2 separate regions of the Rattus norvegicus genome follow, and region 2 is linked to region 1. The links are chromatin contacts, called in public Hi-C maps. All regions are on one chromosome and are shown on one strand. Each heading gives the region's core, a stretch centred on a gene start, on an enhancer-like site or on the middle of the called end of the contact. The rest is flanking DNA. Distances are from core to core; before and after follow the strand shown.

Evidence for each region. Hi-C and Micro-C count contacts between places; a contact is called where the count stands out from the background.
Region 2: a contact with region 1 is called in a Hi-C map of liver, with 2.4 times the contacts expected there. The contact joins two enhancer-like sites. A contact is called at or near these places in 2 of 12 Hi-C or Micro-C datasets (liver and mammary epithelial cells).

The regions. Positions count from the first base shown.
Region 1 is chr18:28,288,770-28,296,216 of GRCr8, forward strand. Pfdn1 (prefoldin subunit 1) reads right to left here. Exons shown (of 4, transcript NM_001108427.1): 4 at 1-228. The coding sequence ends at 145. Among named protein-coding and RNA genes, the nearest start is that of Pfdn1, 49 kb to the right of the region's middle. Within about 2 kb of position 4,307, at least 3 of the 93 cell types and tissues checked have an H3K27ac peak or open chromatin away from gene starts, as enhancers often do. A contact at or near this core is called in liver, where this site is marked.
Region 2 is chr18:28,356,920-28,364,366 of GRCr8, forward strand. No RefSeq gene overlaps it. Among named protein-coding and RNA genes, the nearest start is that of Pfdn1, 20 kb to the left of the region's middle. Within about 2 kb of position 4,587, at least 4 of the 93 cell types and tissues checked have an H3K27ac peak or open chromatin away from gene starts, as enhancers often do. A contact at or near this core is called in liver, where this site is marked.

The DNA of each region.
Region 1 (7,447 bases), core at 3,057-5,556:
TGGCAGACATTCAGTTGGGACCTGAAGGGCCTCAGGGTGACAGAGAGATGGGGCCACAGGGCAGAGGGAGGGCAGTGCCCTGCACAACCCCTGTCTTGACACAGGATGAGAGGGATCAGAAAGGAAGAACTTTCCCAGCAGCTCCTACTGTGCCCTTCGAGCCATCAGCATTTCTCGGATGTTGTCTTCAGCTTCCTTAACACTCCGTTCCAGGTAGGACTTTTTCTGCTGTAATGTGAGAAAAAAAGGGTTAGGACCAAAGTGAGCAGGTGCAGCCATTACAGCCACAGGTTCTGGTGTCCTCCCTGAAGTGATATTAGACACGCTCCCAAACAAAAGGCAGGTGAGCTCACCTGTCTGTCCACAGCATTCCCCTCGGGCAGCCCATAGCAACCTTTCCCCCAAAGTAAGGACAACCAGACGAAGGCCAGAACAAAGCTGCTGCCCCACAGTGGACGGTCTCTCTGGGTTTTCCATGGTCTGAGCCAGGCATCCACAGCCTCTGGTGGACAGAGCAGACAGCATGCACCACGCTATCCAGTGGGCCCAGAGCAGTCTCTGCACATCTCACTCAGGCAGATGAGTCAGAGTGCAAACTGCTTTCCTAATGAATCTGCTGCTGCCACAATCCAGAACAATGACACATGGGTAAAGCAGGCTTGTGGAAGCTCACCTTCTGTCCTAAATTAAACTCTAAACTTCGACAAAGAAACATAACTACTTTCTGAAGCCACATCAGGACTGGGACCACAAAGATTAGTCAAAGGAAATGATGTATATACATTTTTTGTCCTGTGCTCATCCCAAAAGCATGATGGCTTTACCACAGGCTCCTGCCCAAGGAACAACGTTGTGGCTGTGTTCCCATCTAGCAGACAGGAAGTGCCCATTAGAGGAATAGTACACGTCTTCAAAGAATACCAGGAACCACTCCCAGGGTCAATGACTGAAGGAGCTGCACTGGGGCTGCTAGAGCCAAGGAGGTGCCACCAGTGTCCTCCACATTTCACAAAAGTGCCTACATGACCCAGGGAAAGTGTACATGGAGGGCTGGTGGGCCACACATCACTGTGCTTCTAGAAGCATCACAACCTGCTTGACAGATCTTCCGGACCTGCTTGCTTGGGACATGAAGGGAACAGACAGGGAAAGAGCCTATCTACAAGGTGGTCATTTGTACCAAAGCTCTGCCTTAAACTTCTCCTACTGTGGCCAGACAGCTCTCAAACCATGTGTTCCAAGGCTCGCTCTGCAGAAGCAAGACACAAATCTGTACCAGCTCTTGTGCGAGCCTTCTCTAACCTGACTTTCCAATTAAACTTCCTCTTGGGCAGGAAAAGCCCAGACCCTGACTCATCTACCTTCTGCCAACTTGCACCTACTTCCTTACAACACCAGGAGTGCCATAAAAGCCATCAGGACTGTGACAATTCAGCAGCACCAAATGTGTACTGTTGCTATGGAATTTTGCTTAAGTACACTGCTAACCCTGATACGGCCTATCACAGTGATAGAGTGGGGACTGAACTTCCTTTGATAAACAACCCTTACTTGTGAGTTTAAGAGGCAAATACTGATAACTGCTGGCTCATCACTAAAGAATGTGCCCATATAGGATAGCAGTCATAGTTCCACATGCCACCTGGGCAACTTGGACCCAGCCTCATGAGAAGAGCTAGCAGAGGAGCAGAGCTCTCCCAGCCATAGCTAGTGCCCAGGGACCTGGGTCTGTTGCTTTTGCTCTGACAAAACTGCTGTCATAGATGACAAAACCATAAACTTAGAATAACAGCAAGGGCCACTTCATCCTGCCCAGGTTTCCAAACAAATGCAGGTTATAATCCCAGCATCAGTACAATATTTCACAGCATTTCTTCCTTCAGTCTTTCAGAAATTTTATATTAGTATAACCCAAAGTCCTTGAATTTAAAAACAAAACAAACAAACAACCCGGCAGAATGGTGGCTAGAGACCTAGCTCAGCAGTTATGAGCACTGCCTGCTCTTTGCAGAGGATCGAGGTTCAGTTCCTAGCAGAGGATCGAGATTTAGTTCCTAGCACCCATATCATAACTCACTCTAGTTCCTGGGGACCCAATACCTTGGGCACCAGGAACACATATAGTATACATACATACATGCAAACAAAACACAATATGTGAAAGTATTTTTTAAAAAGATAGCATAAGTAAGCTTTTAAGTCTCATTGTCTGGTTGGCTTTTATTTTTAGAGACAGGATTTTCCCATGTAACCTGAGCTTTCCTGGTACTCTATGTGTAGCCTAGGCTGGCTCTGAACTTGTAGTAATCCTCTTGCCTCAAGTCTTCCAAGTGCTGGGGTTACAGGTATGTGCCATCAAACCCAAAACTTTAAATCTTCAGTTTAAATAAACTTAGTGGACAATTCTTTAAAAATAAGTAGTTTAATAATGGAGCTTTCCTAAGTATTTCAATAGTTCCTGTCTCGGCATCAAGTATAACTAAGCCCAAATGATATCCAATCCAGACATGCTGTAAGGGAAACCACCTGATCCCTGCTACCCCTGAACACACTCTTAATCAGGAACAGAAGTCTCCAGATTTGATCCCATTATGGATTCTAAATCCAGTTAATGTCCTTGAAAGAAGGGGATGTAAAGGTCACAGAGGGAGAATGCCATGTGTGCTCTAAGACTTGCATGGTCGGCCTATAAGAAAGCTGGAAGAGCTAAGCAAGCATCTTTCTGCGGCCCTTCAACACCTTAGTTCTGGACTCAGCCTCCAGGAAATGGGAAAAGATTTTTTTTTTCCAGTCTATGAATTTGTAGTGAGTATAGCTAAGAAATCAACACAGAACATGAGAAGAGGTGTGTCTACAAACGCTTCATACCAAAGCTCTTCTAGACCTAAAGGACCATGTACCTCTGGTCACATCAATTGGCAAATGTCTCTAAACATTTTTATGCTGGGATTGTACTACTCTCAAAGACAACTGAGAGAAAACCAACCCAACCAAAATGCAAACAAAGTCATCACAAGGACAAAGAAAATGAAGGACTCAAGCGTTAGTTGGCCTTTTTCCCTTGACTTCTGTACTTAAATCCTACGCAGATCACAAAGTCAGGGCCTGCCTTCCCTTTCTGGAACAGCAGCTCCATTCTTGCATTGGGTCTACACAAAGCCATCACTGGTGTGCCATCCATGAGCCTGTCACATCCTGCTAGCCCTGTCTCCAGACCTTCACGAAGTGACTGTCTTCTGACTTCCTCACTGTGGCTGGGGTCTTCCCTTTGTACTCAGAGCTTTCTGTCCGACAGCCTTCAGTCTGTAAACACCAGAGCCACTGAGTCTGTGGTTGCTAAGGGCACACAGCACAGCCGAGGTGGCTTTAAACCTAAGTGTCCTGCAGGCCAGGGCCATTCAGAATCTGGGTGGCTTTGTCAGGCTCACAGTGTACCCTTCAAGTGTCACATGAGCTCCTTGCTTCCTTAGAGCACCAATCCCATCCACCCCATGGTCTAACCACTTCCCAAACCCAGCTCTTCCAGGCCTTCCTCGAGTGTCACCTTATCTAAGAGGGAAATGTCTCGTGGGCAGCATTTGGTTCTGTCCACGCCTGGGTCCTAGAGTCTAGGACGGCCAGTGCATAGCAGCACTCATGCTAGTTGCATGTGGTGCATTCGCTGGAAGAGCATCTCGGGAGTCTGTTCACTGTCCTTGTTTCCCTCCCAAGTTCAATAACTGGGGAGCATGCACCAGAGGAAGCAAAGGCAGAGAGCAACTGCTTCACAATGGCTTTCCTCTTTGGGCTTTGGCCTCTACCCTCTTGCCCCTGGATATATAGAAATTTACAACTAAAACTTCTTTGATGCCAACAGAGACCTCAGAGCCTTGATCTCACAACAGAGCAGGCCCTTAGGTTTTAACCAGGTCAACTGCTATAGCTGTAAAGCAAACCTTTGCAAGTTCCCACAGTTTAGACTGGGATCTGGTGCCAGCCTCTCAGCTTCTGTGGACTGCACCGGACAATGGTCACCTGTAAGCTCCAGGGGCCCCAGAGCCCACCTTCCTACAGCAATCCAGGGAAAGGTATGTGCTGTCCTTGCTGCAGCGGCTTCCTTCCTTGCACACAGTTCCCTCACAACCCTTCCCTTCTCTGGTTCCATCAAACCACAGAGCTCTGGGTGCAGTGACATTCTTGTGGGACCTTCTTTTGATTAAGAGTTTCTGAGACTTCTGCAAGGCTCAGCATAGCTAGGGAGGTGCCACTGCTGAAGTTACTGCCCACATGGGAGACATCCAAAACTGGCTTTCAGTCTCACCAGAGGGACAAGGTTCAAGCACCCAGAACTTTCCCGACACAGCGCGATCTTTTAGACTCCTGAGATAACACCCCCATGACTCCATGCAGGCTTCTCTCTCTTAGGAACTCTCTCCTAAACCTGCACTTTCCCCCTTCCTGCTTGTACCTTGGGGATAAAAAGAAGGTTCAGGGTTTTCTTTCTTTCTTTCTTCCTTCCTTCCTTTCTTTTTCTTTTCTTTCAAGACCATGTAGCTTGCTTTTTAGTCTAGGATGACTCTGAACTCACAATCCTCCTGCCTCAACCTCTCAAGTGTTGGGAATATGTGTGCAGCACCACACTAGCTGTTGGGTTCTTCACTCTAATCCTCCACTCTAGGGTTTTGACATGTCTCCTCTCTATGCCACTCCATTCTCCCTCAGCCACAGACTCTCAAACATTAAAGTAAAACAAAATGGTGATAAGGGGCGAGGAAAGATGGGGGGGACCAAAACAGGCCTCTAGCTACCCTGTGCCTCCAATCCAAACTGCAGGAGCAACAGACAGGGTTGCCTTACTCTTCTACATCAGAGACTTGGGAGGCTCCTGTCCTCAGAGCCCCTTTGCTCTGAGTCTGTCCTTTCCACAGCCAACACACTCAACACTTTCTCTACGGTGAATCCAGGGATCTGCCGACTTCAGGTTTCCTACTAGTCAGAGAACTGGAGGCAAAGGCTGCTTTCTCCTCGCTGTCCCTTGACCAGGTCAAGAGTGGGAGAAACAAGTACAGTCTTACATGCCTATGGACCTAGCACACGCCTGTTGTTTAAAAGATGAAGAGGACGGGGAGGAGGAGGAGGAGAAGGGAGGAGGAGGGAGGGGGAGAGAGGAAGAAGAGGAAATAATATTAAAGGGTGGGGAGATGGCTCAGTTGGTGGTATGGACTATCAGCACATACAACATGCGACAACACATGCCTAAGATCTCTGCAGTAGACAGCAGGAGACAGGATGACCCTGGACCCCCTGGCCAGGCAGGCAGGCAAATCGACAAGCTCTGGGTTCACTGAGAGACCCTGCTTCAAAGGATAAGGTGGAGAGCAACTAATAAGGACACCCGATGTTGACTTCTGGCCTCCACCCACACTCATACACACTAGTGTGCACGCACAAGCATGCGCACACATACACAGCAGATTCCTGACTTCTCTCAGTCTTCAGAAGTGCAGCGGGTCAGGGGGTGGCAGCTGCCCACCACGATAAAGCTGGGAAAGGCCGCGATGGCTAAAGGGAAGGGGATGTATCTAGGCAGACAGGAAACCAATGTGGAAAGCAAGAGGGTGAGAAGCAAACGGAACAGACAGAAGGCATGAACAGGAAGTCAGGAGGCAAAATGAAAGGCCGCTGCAGCCAATGGGAGCATCTGTGACCCAGCAAGGACATCTATGACCTGAGCTGAAGAAGACAACATCACAAGGGCAGGAAGTCAGGGTCTAATGGGAGAAACAGGTACTGACCATCTGTGACCCCCACTGAAGATGCCAGGATCCATGGTGACTGCACGACAGCACTGAAGGACAAGCTCAAAGAAAGCAAGCAACTGCTTGTCTCAGCAGGGTTCAGTACCTGCATCTTCTAGAAGCAACGTTAGGGACTCCCTTGGAAGCTGTTGGGCTGAAGGACAGGAGCCCAGAACTTGTTCAGTCAGCAGACACAGTGTGGTTTTCCTGCAGAGAAGCTGATGCTGCTCCTGTGTGGAGTCACACACCAAAGCAGCTGGATCCCCTGCTCCCTGTTCAACCCAATCCACCATGACAAAGTGCCACACTGGCCTAGCACCTTTTCTTCTTCCAAACCACTGGCCAGCCAGCCCCTCAGTCTCTCTGAGGCTATGTGACCTTCCCTGACAACTTCCATTTAAGCTGAGGTCTATCAGACACTCTGGGAAAGACAAGGGTGAAAGAAAGCTTACAGGAATGTAGTGGCAGTGGGGACAACTTGTCCAAAGCAAATGGCACCAACAAGCTTCATTCAAAGAACCATCACCAGTAAAGACGAACCCCAGAAATCCTGTGGTTTAGCTGGCACTGATACAGGCAGGGACATTTGGATTAACAGAGTCATAGAAGAAGAGCCCTGAAGGGCAGTGCTTCTCATGTGGGTCCCATCCCAGAAGCAAGCATCAGCAGGGGGCTGTCGGAAGTACCCGAACCAAGGCTCACTGAATCAGAGACACTGGGCTGAGTCCAGTAATCTGTGTTTCCACAGCCATTCAGTGATTCCAAAACCTGCTGAAGTGTGAGAGCTACGGTCCAAACCGGGAGTCAGTACATTTTTCCTCTACAAGGCCAGATAATAAATAGTTTAGGTTTTATGGGGTTGTCTGCAACTGCAGCACAAAAGAAGCTGTCGACAACATGCAGACCAGTGGTGTGATCTAAGTAACAGGGCACAGTTGGCCTTTAGGGACACACACAAGGCCGCCCTTCAGCAGCTGTAATGTGCTGACCTCTCTCCGGGGTGGTAAGATTCAGTGAGAGCTGACGGCCATGTCAGTCTCCATTCACTCGTTTTCCCATTCATCCACTCGCTCGCTCACTCACAGAACAGCTTTGCCTACTTTTTCCTTCAGCAATTGGAAAAATTCTCCCAGCTGCCTGGGTGAGCCCTCATTCACTGGGGGCTCTCTGCCTTCCCACCCAGAGGCTACATCATCAAGTGACTTAAAGTAGGGAGCAGACAACAGCCCGCTGACGTTACCCCATGGTCCTTTCGTTCCTCCTCAGCCACCTAGCTCAGGCCCTCCACTAGATTCCACAGCTCCAGTACCTGTGTCTGACCACACAGCACTCTCACCACCACAGCCGTGAGACCTTCTGGACCACTGCTGTCTGACACTGTGCTCTACCACGTCCAGAGTGCCACCGTTTCCCTCTCCCTACCTACCCAGCCTAGCTGCCACAGACCAGCAAAGGATTTTTAAATTTTCTTAAAAAACAAAAACAATATTATTTTACAGGCACACATTTTTCTCCTTTACCCTCTCCCCTTGTTGCACTTATCTGGCAAAACACCAGTCTGTATTAACCCTATCCATGCCTATGGTGGCTAGGAACTGCTGGAAGAAGACAGTTCACAGACTACAACCCTCAAAAGATACTCAAGCCCCGCTGTCTAGCTGTCCACACTC
Region 2 (7,447 bases), core at 3,337-5,836, 68 kb after region 1:
CATATACCCTAAGGCCAAATCTCCCAATGCTACTCCCTAAGCATTCAAATCTATGAGCCCAAGTCTTATCAAACCACTACATGACTAGTCTCCTTAACATTTGAGAACGATCCCAATGACCCCAGGCTAGGAATTACTACTTCAGTTGCAGAGATAGCCCAGCAAGCAGGGAAGAGCTCTGTGATGCCGAGGACATGCACTCAATTTCCAGTGCCCACAAGCCTCCATAATTCTAGTTCCAGGAATCTTCTGGTTTCTTCAAACACCAGGCACGAGTGTGGGATGCAAGCAAAGCAACACATAAAGTAATAAATAATAATCAGATAGAAATTCTTTTAAAGATGGACCTCACTATGTAGCTCTGACCTCACAGGAATTCACCTTGTAGACCAGGTTGGTCTTGAACTCACGGAGGTTACCTGCCTCTGGCTCCTGAGTTCTAGAATTAAAGGTATGCACCATTACACCCAGCTGTCAGACATATATATTATTTTTATTATGACTTCAAAATGATGTTCCCAAAGACATGACTTGTCATCGAAATTACCAAAAGGGAGTTTTATTTATTTGTTTGTTTGTTTGTTTGTTTAATCATTATCAATGTGTGATGAGTGATCAACACTATAATGGGGTGGGGTGCAGTCTGTGTGCCATAGAGTGGCACAGTGTGTGTGTGTGTGTGTGTGTGTGTGTGTGTGTGTGTGTGTGAGAGAGAGAGAGAGAGAGAGAGAGAGAGAGAGAGAGAGAGAGAGAGAGAGACTCTTATTCTGCATCCCTGACTGGCCTCAAACTCACTATGTAAATCAGCCTGGCCTTGAGCTCAAAGAGATCTGCCTGCCTCTGCCTCCTGAGGGCTGGGATTAAATACATGCACTGACATCATACGTGGCTTGGGAGTTGCAATACTAGAAGAGAATAGTAACAGAGGTGCTTTCTTAGAAGGAAGAATTAAAAATTACCTCAGACCTTGGCACTTAAAACCCATTCTGATGTAAATGCTTCCGGTGTTTATGACAAGCAGAGGATTAGAATTCTTGGAGAGAGAGCTAACCCAACAAGCCATAGAGGAAACAGAATTCAAAAGGTGGTCATGGGTCTATGAAGTTGCATTGTGAGCACAGCTTACACCCAGGCAAGCTTTCCGCTGACTTGCTTAGCTCACACGTAAGAGACTGCAGATCCTCAAGCCATGGGCAGTAGAGCGTTAATGCAAACTCATTACTTCTCGGCAATTTCAGTATCTAAACAAAATCCCATTCCCAACACTAAACTTGACGATTTATGCATGCAACAAGAATTTGGTCTACAGGATGCTAGGCACTATCCAAGCAGTGAAGAAGATAGTGTCTCTTGAGTTTCCTGTGGTCTCGCCATCTGTCATAGGTGCAGGCACAGTTCAGGTGCAGGCTCATTCATCAAAAGCAGTCATAGGGTTGGGGATTTAGCTCAGTGGTAGAGCGCTTGCCTAGGAAGCACAAGGCCCTGGGTTCAGTCCCAGCTCCGAAAAAAAGAACAAAAAAAAAAGCAGTCATAAAGATCTTTTCCTTCATATATTTCCCCTTGGATTCCTAAAACATGTCAAGCAGCTTCTTGACCTCAGGTTTCCTTCTTTCCTTCCTCCCTTCCTCGTGTTTGTCTCTTTTTTCTTTTTTAAAGATTTATTTATTATTTATTTATTTATTTATTTATTATATAAGTACACTGTCACTGTCTTCAGACACACCAGAAGAGGGCATCACATCCCCATTACAGATGGTTGTGAGCCACCATATGGTTGCTGAGACTTGAACTCAGGACCTCTGGAAGAGCAGTCAGTGCTCTAAACTGCTGAGCCATCTCTCCATCCCTTGTGTTTGTTTTTCAAGACAGGGTTTCTCTGTGTAGCCCTAGCTGTCCTGAAACTCACTCTGTAGACCAGGCTGACCTCGAATTCAGATATCCAACTGCCTCTGCCTCCAGAGTGCTGGGATTAAATCTGGCTCCTACTCTTTCGCCCCTGGGCTCAAGTAAGAGGAATGACAAGATGATCCAATGTAGCTATCCTCAGGGACGGGCAACTTCCTCTGACCCTTGACCAATCTAAGGCAGGAACCTTGGGGGCGACAAGGTGATCCTATGACAGATAAGGCTGGGGTTTGAGAGGTCGATCCTAAGACAGAGGTGGCTACACCCCGTTTAAACGTACGGGCCGGTCAAATGCTCCTCTGCCCAGTTTCTCCCCCAATAAACACACACGTATAGCCCAGAACAGTGTGTTACAGCATAAGTTCATTTCTGGCCATTGGGGTGCAGTCCTAACTGCAAGAGTGGCTCGCCATGGCCGAGCTGGGCACTCTGTGAGGCATGTCTGATCTCTCTCAGACCACTACTTCCACCTAATGGTTTTTTATAAAAGAATAACGGGGGAGATGTAGTGCCATATTGGATTTGGGCCTGGCTGCTTTGTAACTGCATGGCCACAGTTAAGAAGTCATGGGATTGTTGGACAGAGGCCTCTCCCATGTATTTACGGCACAGGAAGAAAAGACCAAGTAGTAAACACCCGATATCTCCACTGCATGACCTCTGCTGAGCCCGGCTGATGCATGTGGAACTGACACACCTGGACCACACCTGGGTGGTGGTCAATTCACTTCTGCCTTTTACTTCCTCAGCCTTTATCCTTGAGATTTAGGCTGGTCTTCTGAGATTTCTCCCTAATTAATTCAGGTCTCGTAGTTGGTCTTTTGTTACCGAAGTCACGAGCCAGGTAGTCACGAGCCAGGGTTTCCCACTGTGCTTCCCAGTTATTTTCTACCTGGAGACTTGGGTATATAAGTGGTGAATAAAGCTACAGGAGACTCTCACTATTCCTCTCACTCTCACTATTCCTCTCACTCTCACTATTCCTCTCACTCTCACTATTCCTCTCACTCTTCTTCCTCACTCTCACTCTTCCTTCCCATCTTCCTCTCTCTTCCTCTCTCTCTCTCTCTCTCTCTCTCTCTCTCTCTCTCTCTCTCTCTCTCTTCCTCTCTTCCTCTCCTGGCTTGACACGATAACCTGTGTGTGTGTATGTGTGTTTCTTTCATCCCGTAGGCTTTCGCCCGATTCTCGGTACCAGGTCGGTGCTGGCGCCGACAATTAAAGGCTAAAGGTGTTCATTACCACTACCCTGTGAGTCTAGGTTTTCTATATGCTGAGTCCTTTTCTAGAACATTCCTGCCTCTAGCAGGTCACTGACAACCTGTGGATCTCAACTCAGTGGTCTTTTCTTACAGAAACTTTAGCTGACTCTTTAGCTGAGTCTCAGTCCCCCAGTTGTCTTATTGTAAAACACATTACAGTTTTTCTTCATGATATATATTGGTGAGGGACAGGACTTCATGTAGCCTAGGCTGGTCTTGAACTCATAATGTGGCCAAGGATAGTCTTTGAGCTATGTTCCACCTGCTTCCTTTCCCAAGCCCAGGGATCCTAAGCACACACCAACACGCTTGGTTTAATGTAGAAGCAGCGCCTTAAACATGCTCAGCTCCAACCAAGTACAGCTGAGCTGCAACCCCAGTTCTATCACTGTTGGGGTTTGGGGCTTGATTGTTTGTTTGTTTAATGTGTTTGAGTGTTTTACCTACATGTATGTCTGTACACCATATATACCTGATGCCCAGAGAGGTTAGAAGGTGACTGGAGTTATAGGTAGGGCTGGGAATTTAACTTCAGTCCTATGCAAGAACAGTTAAATGCTCGTAAGTAAGAGGCCATCTCCTGCCACCACTATTACTGTGTTCAATTGCATCTTTTTGTGGTTGTTTTTGTTTGTTTTTGATATTTTATGTGTGTAGGTATTTTAATTGCATGTATATCTGTATACCACATGCATGCCTGATATGAGTGGAGACCAGAGGAAAATGTTGGATAATCTGGGACTGAAGTTATGCGTGATTGTGGGCACCATGTAGGTGCTGGGAATTGAACTTGTGTCCTATGGAAGAGCTCTCAAACACTGACCCATCTCTCTAACCCAATTATTTTTTTTTTTTTTTGAGACAGGAACTCTGTGTAACCCTGACTGTCCTGGAATTCACTTTGTAGACCTGACTGGCTGGCTTTTCATTCACAGAGAGCCAGCAACCCCCACCTCCCCAGTGGTGGGATCAAAGGTCTGCACCACCATGCCCAACTGTGTAATTAGTTTTGAATTTCACTTTGTTCTGTTCATTTCAGGCTTTATTTATTTTATTTTTATTACACTTACGTGAGTGCCCATGTCACTGTGCACACATGGTCGTCAGAAAGAGCTGTTTGCAGGAGCTGGTTCTCTCCCTCTGCCACGTGGGTCCCACATGCTGAACTTCGGCCATCAGGCACCTTTACCTGCTGAACCATGTCTCCCTCCCCCCATTACTGGCTTTTAAAAAAAGGAAGGAAGGCAAGCACACGATGCACATACAAAACACTCGTGCACATGAGTAAATAATACATAAATAGATATCGAAAACCTTTCAATTAAAAACACCTAAAAGTAAGCGACTGGGGATACGGTTTAGAGGTGAAATGTTGACTGGGCAGGAGCCTGTACAAAGTCCACAGCCACACCTCCTCATCTGTCTCGAGTATCACCACTCCCTAATGACCAAGCATTCAGATATTTGTGCCTATAGGGGTCATTCCTATTCAAACCACCACACTTTTGATACTAGTTTCTTTTAGCATTTGATTTCCTTGTTTATAATGATGAACTTTCTGAGCTGCTGCCATAACCAAATGAAGCCTTAGAAAAATGTTCTACCCCATCTGTTTTATTTGTTTGCTTTTCTTAATTTTTTAATTTTTTTATTTATTTTTTCTTTTTTCTTTTTTTCGGAGCTGGGGACCAAACCCAGGGCCTTGCGCTTGCTAGGGCTTTTTTTTTTTTTTTTTTTTTTTTTTTTATTAGTCCAGGTTGATCTCTGAGTTCGAGGCCAGCCCAGTCTACAGAACAAGTTCCAGGACACCTAGGACCTCACAGAGAAACACTGTCTCAAACAAACAAAACAAATAAAATTTATTTTGAGATTTTTATCTTTTATATATTTAAATGTTTAGCATGCTTGTGTGTCTGTGCACCACTTGCATGCAGTGTCCTCAATGGCCAGAAGAGGGCAGCTAATCTAAGACTGGGATCTTTGTTATGGGTCATGTGGTATCTGGGAATTGAACCCAGAACCTCTGGGAAAGCATCAGGGGCTCTTAACTGCCATCCCTTGAGGGCCCGATCTGTTGTTCTTTTGAGACAGGGACTCAAGTGACTCAGGCTGGGCCTGAACTCACGTTTGTTCTTGCCTGTGTGAGTCTATAATATGTACATGTGTTATGGTGTGCATATGGAGGTCAGAAGGTCAGAGGGCAACTCTCTGGAGTCAGCTCTCTCTCTCCACATTTATGTGACTCAGAGGCTTGAACTCAGGCTGTCAAACTTCTGTGGTAAGCACCTTTGCTGACTGAGCCATCTTGCCAGCCCCACAGAAGATGACCTAGTTCTGCCTTCCAAGTGCCCGTGTCTACATGTGTGCCACTAGGCCTTCTTTTTTCTCTCCTTTTTTTTTTTTAAATGCATGTGTTTACAATCATGTGGAAGTTTGAAGACAACCTCAGGTGTCATCCTCGGGATCACCCTTTATCTCCTTTGACACAGTATCTCTTGGTAGCCTGGAGCTCACCAATTAGGCTAAGCTGACCTGCTGTTGAGCCTCACAGGTCTTCTTGAGCACTCCTCCCCAGTGCTGGGATTTACAAATGTGCACCACCACACCTGGCTGCTTTCCTTCTCTACACAAACAAATAAACAAGGTCTTGTAGCCCTAGGTCTCCTAGAACTCATTCTGCAGACCTGGCTTGTGACACACTCAGAGATCCACCTGCTTCTGCCTCCCAAATGCTAGAGTTAAAAGGTGTGCACCACTGTACCCATCCCTAAAGATTTGTTTTGTTTTGTTTTTTTCATTTACGTGTGTATCATTTGACTGCCCACCATGGAGACCACAAGAGATTATCCAATCCCCTGGAGCTTGAGTCACAAGCAGCTGTGAACCACATGACACAGACGCTGGGGACTAACCTATCATTTTCACTTGCTCTAGATTGGATTGGGTGTCTTCACACTTGCAGGCTGAGTGCTCTATGACATCCCCTTAGTCTTCCTGTTTGTTTATTTGTCTTTGATGAGCTCTCTCTCTCTCTCTCTCTCTCTCTCTCTCTCTCTCTCTCTCTCTCTCTCTGCAGCCCAGGCTGGTGTCAAACTCACACTCTTGGTGATCCCCTTGCCTCCGCCTCCCAAATGCTGGGATTACATGTTCTCCCACCCCAAACTTTAGTCTCTGCGTAGAAAGTAGAATCAGACAGAGGGGATCTATAATTCTGACCTCAGTTCAGATGTACTGAGAAAATTGGATGAGACTCACTGGAGGAGATTAGAATAATTAGAGGAGAGTCAAGTCTTTCCTCTTGAATGGTGACCTAAAATGCACGGGCTATGTGTGAAAGAAGCTTTGAACAACAGAGCTACGGAGCAGCTGCACTCCCTCCAGGCCCTCTAAGCACGGCCATTCTGAACTCTCTTTGTTCCTTGTCCTTTTTTTGTTTTTTAAAGGCAGGGTCTCTCATCGTAGCCCAGGATGGCCCTTCAGCCTCCTCGGTGCTGGAGTTGCAGGCACGGCCAGCTCACTTTGCATTGTTTCGCATTTGGCTTCTGAATATACTCTTACATCTCCGGGACACCTAGAACTCTAAGTGTAAAGTGTCTTCCCTGGGAAGACAGTCATTGGCCTCTTGAAGTCACTGGGCCATCAGCCTGGCTCCTTGTTCTTCCTCTTAAAGAGCGCTCAGATGTGAATGCCCACAATGGCCCTCATTCAACTATTCATTTATCTGACTTTTTTTTTCCTAAAATTCCTCTGGGATGGTAGGCACTGATCTGGGGTCTAGGGATACCGTCTTGGGTAACATAAAACATGGATTCTACTGTTTGAGACAGTTTCCTGTAGCCCAGCTAGCCTCGAACTTGCTGTGTAGCTGAAGATGACCCTTGCTTCTGATTCTCCTATCTTCAGTTCCCAAGTGCTAACTCACAGAGTGTGATATCTTTCCTGTTTTATTTATTTGGGGGGGGGGGGGGAGGGTTTCACAGCATGGCACACATATGGAATCAGGATACAACTTGTGGGAATAGGTTCTCTCCTTCCACCATGTGGGTTCTGGGGATCAAACTCAGGCCCTCAGACTCACTGGCAATCACCTTTACCCATGGAGCCATTTTAGCGGCCCCAGCACATCTGGCTTTTAGTGTTGCTTGGGATGCAGCCGAGCAAGGCTTCCTGGAAGCTAAGCAAGCACTTAGGACCTGAGCTACATTTGCAGTCCCAAATCTTTGCAAACGTTTTTCCTTTCCATGCTGGGAACCAATCCCAGGGCCCTGTGCTTGTTAGGC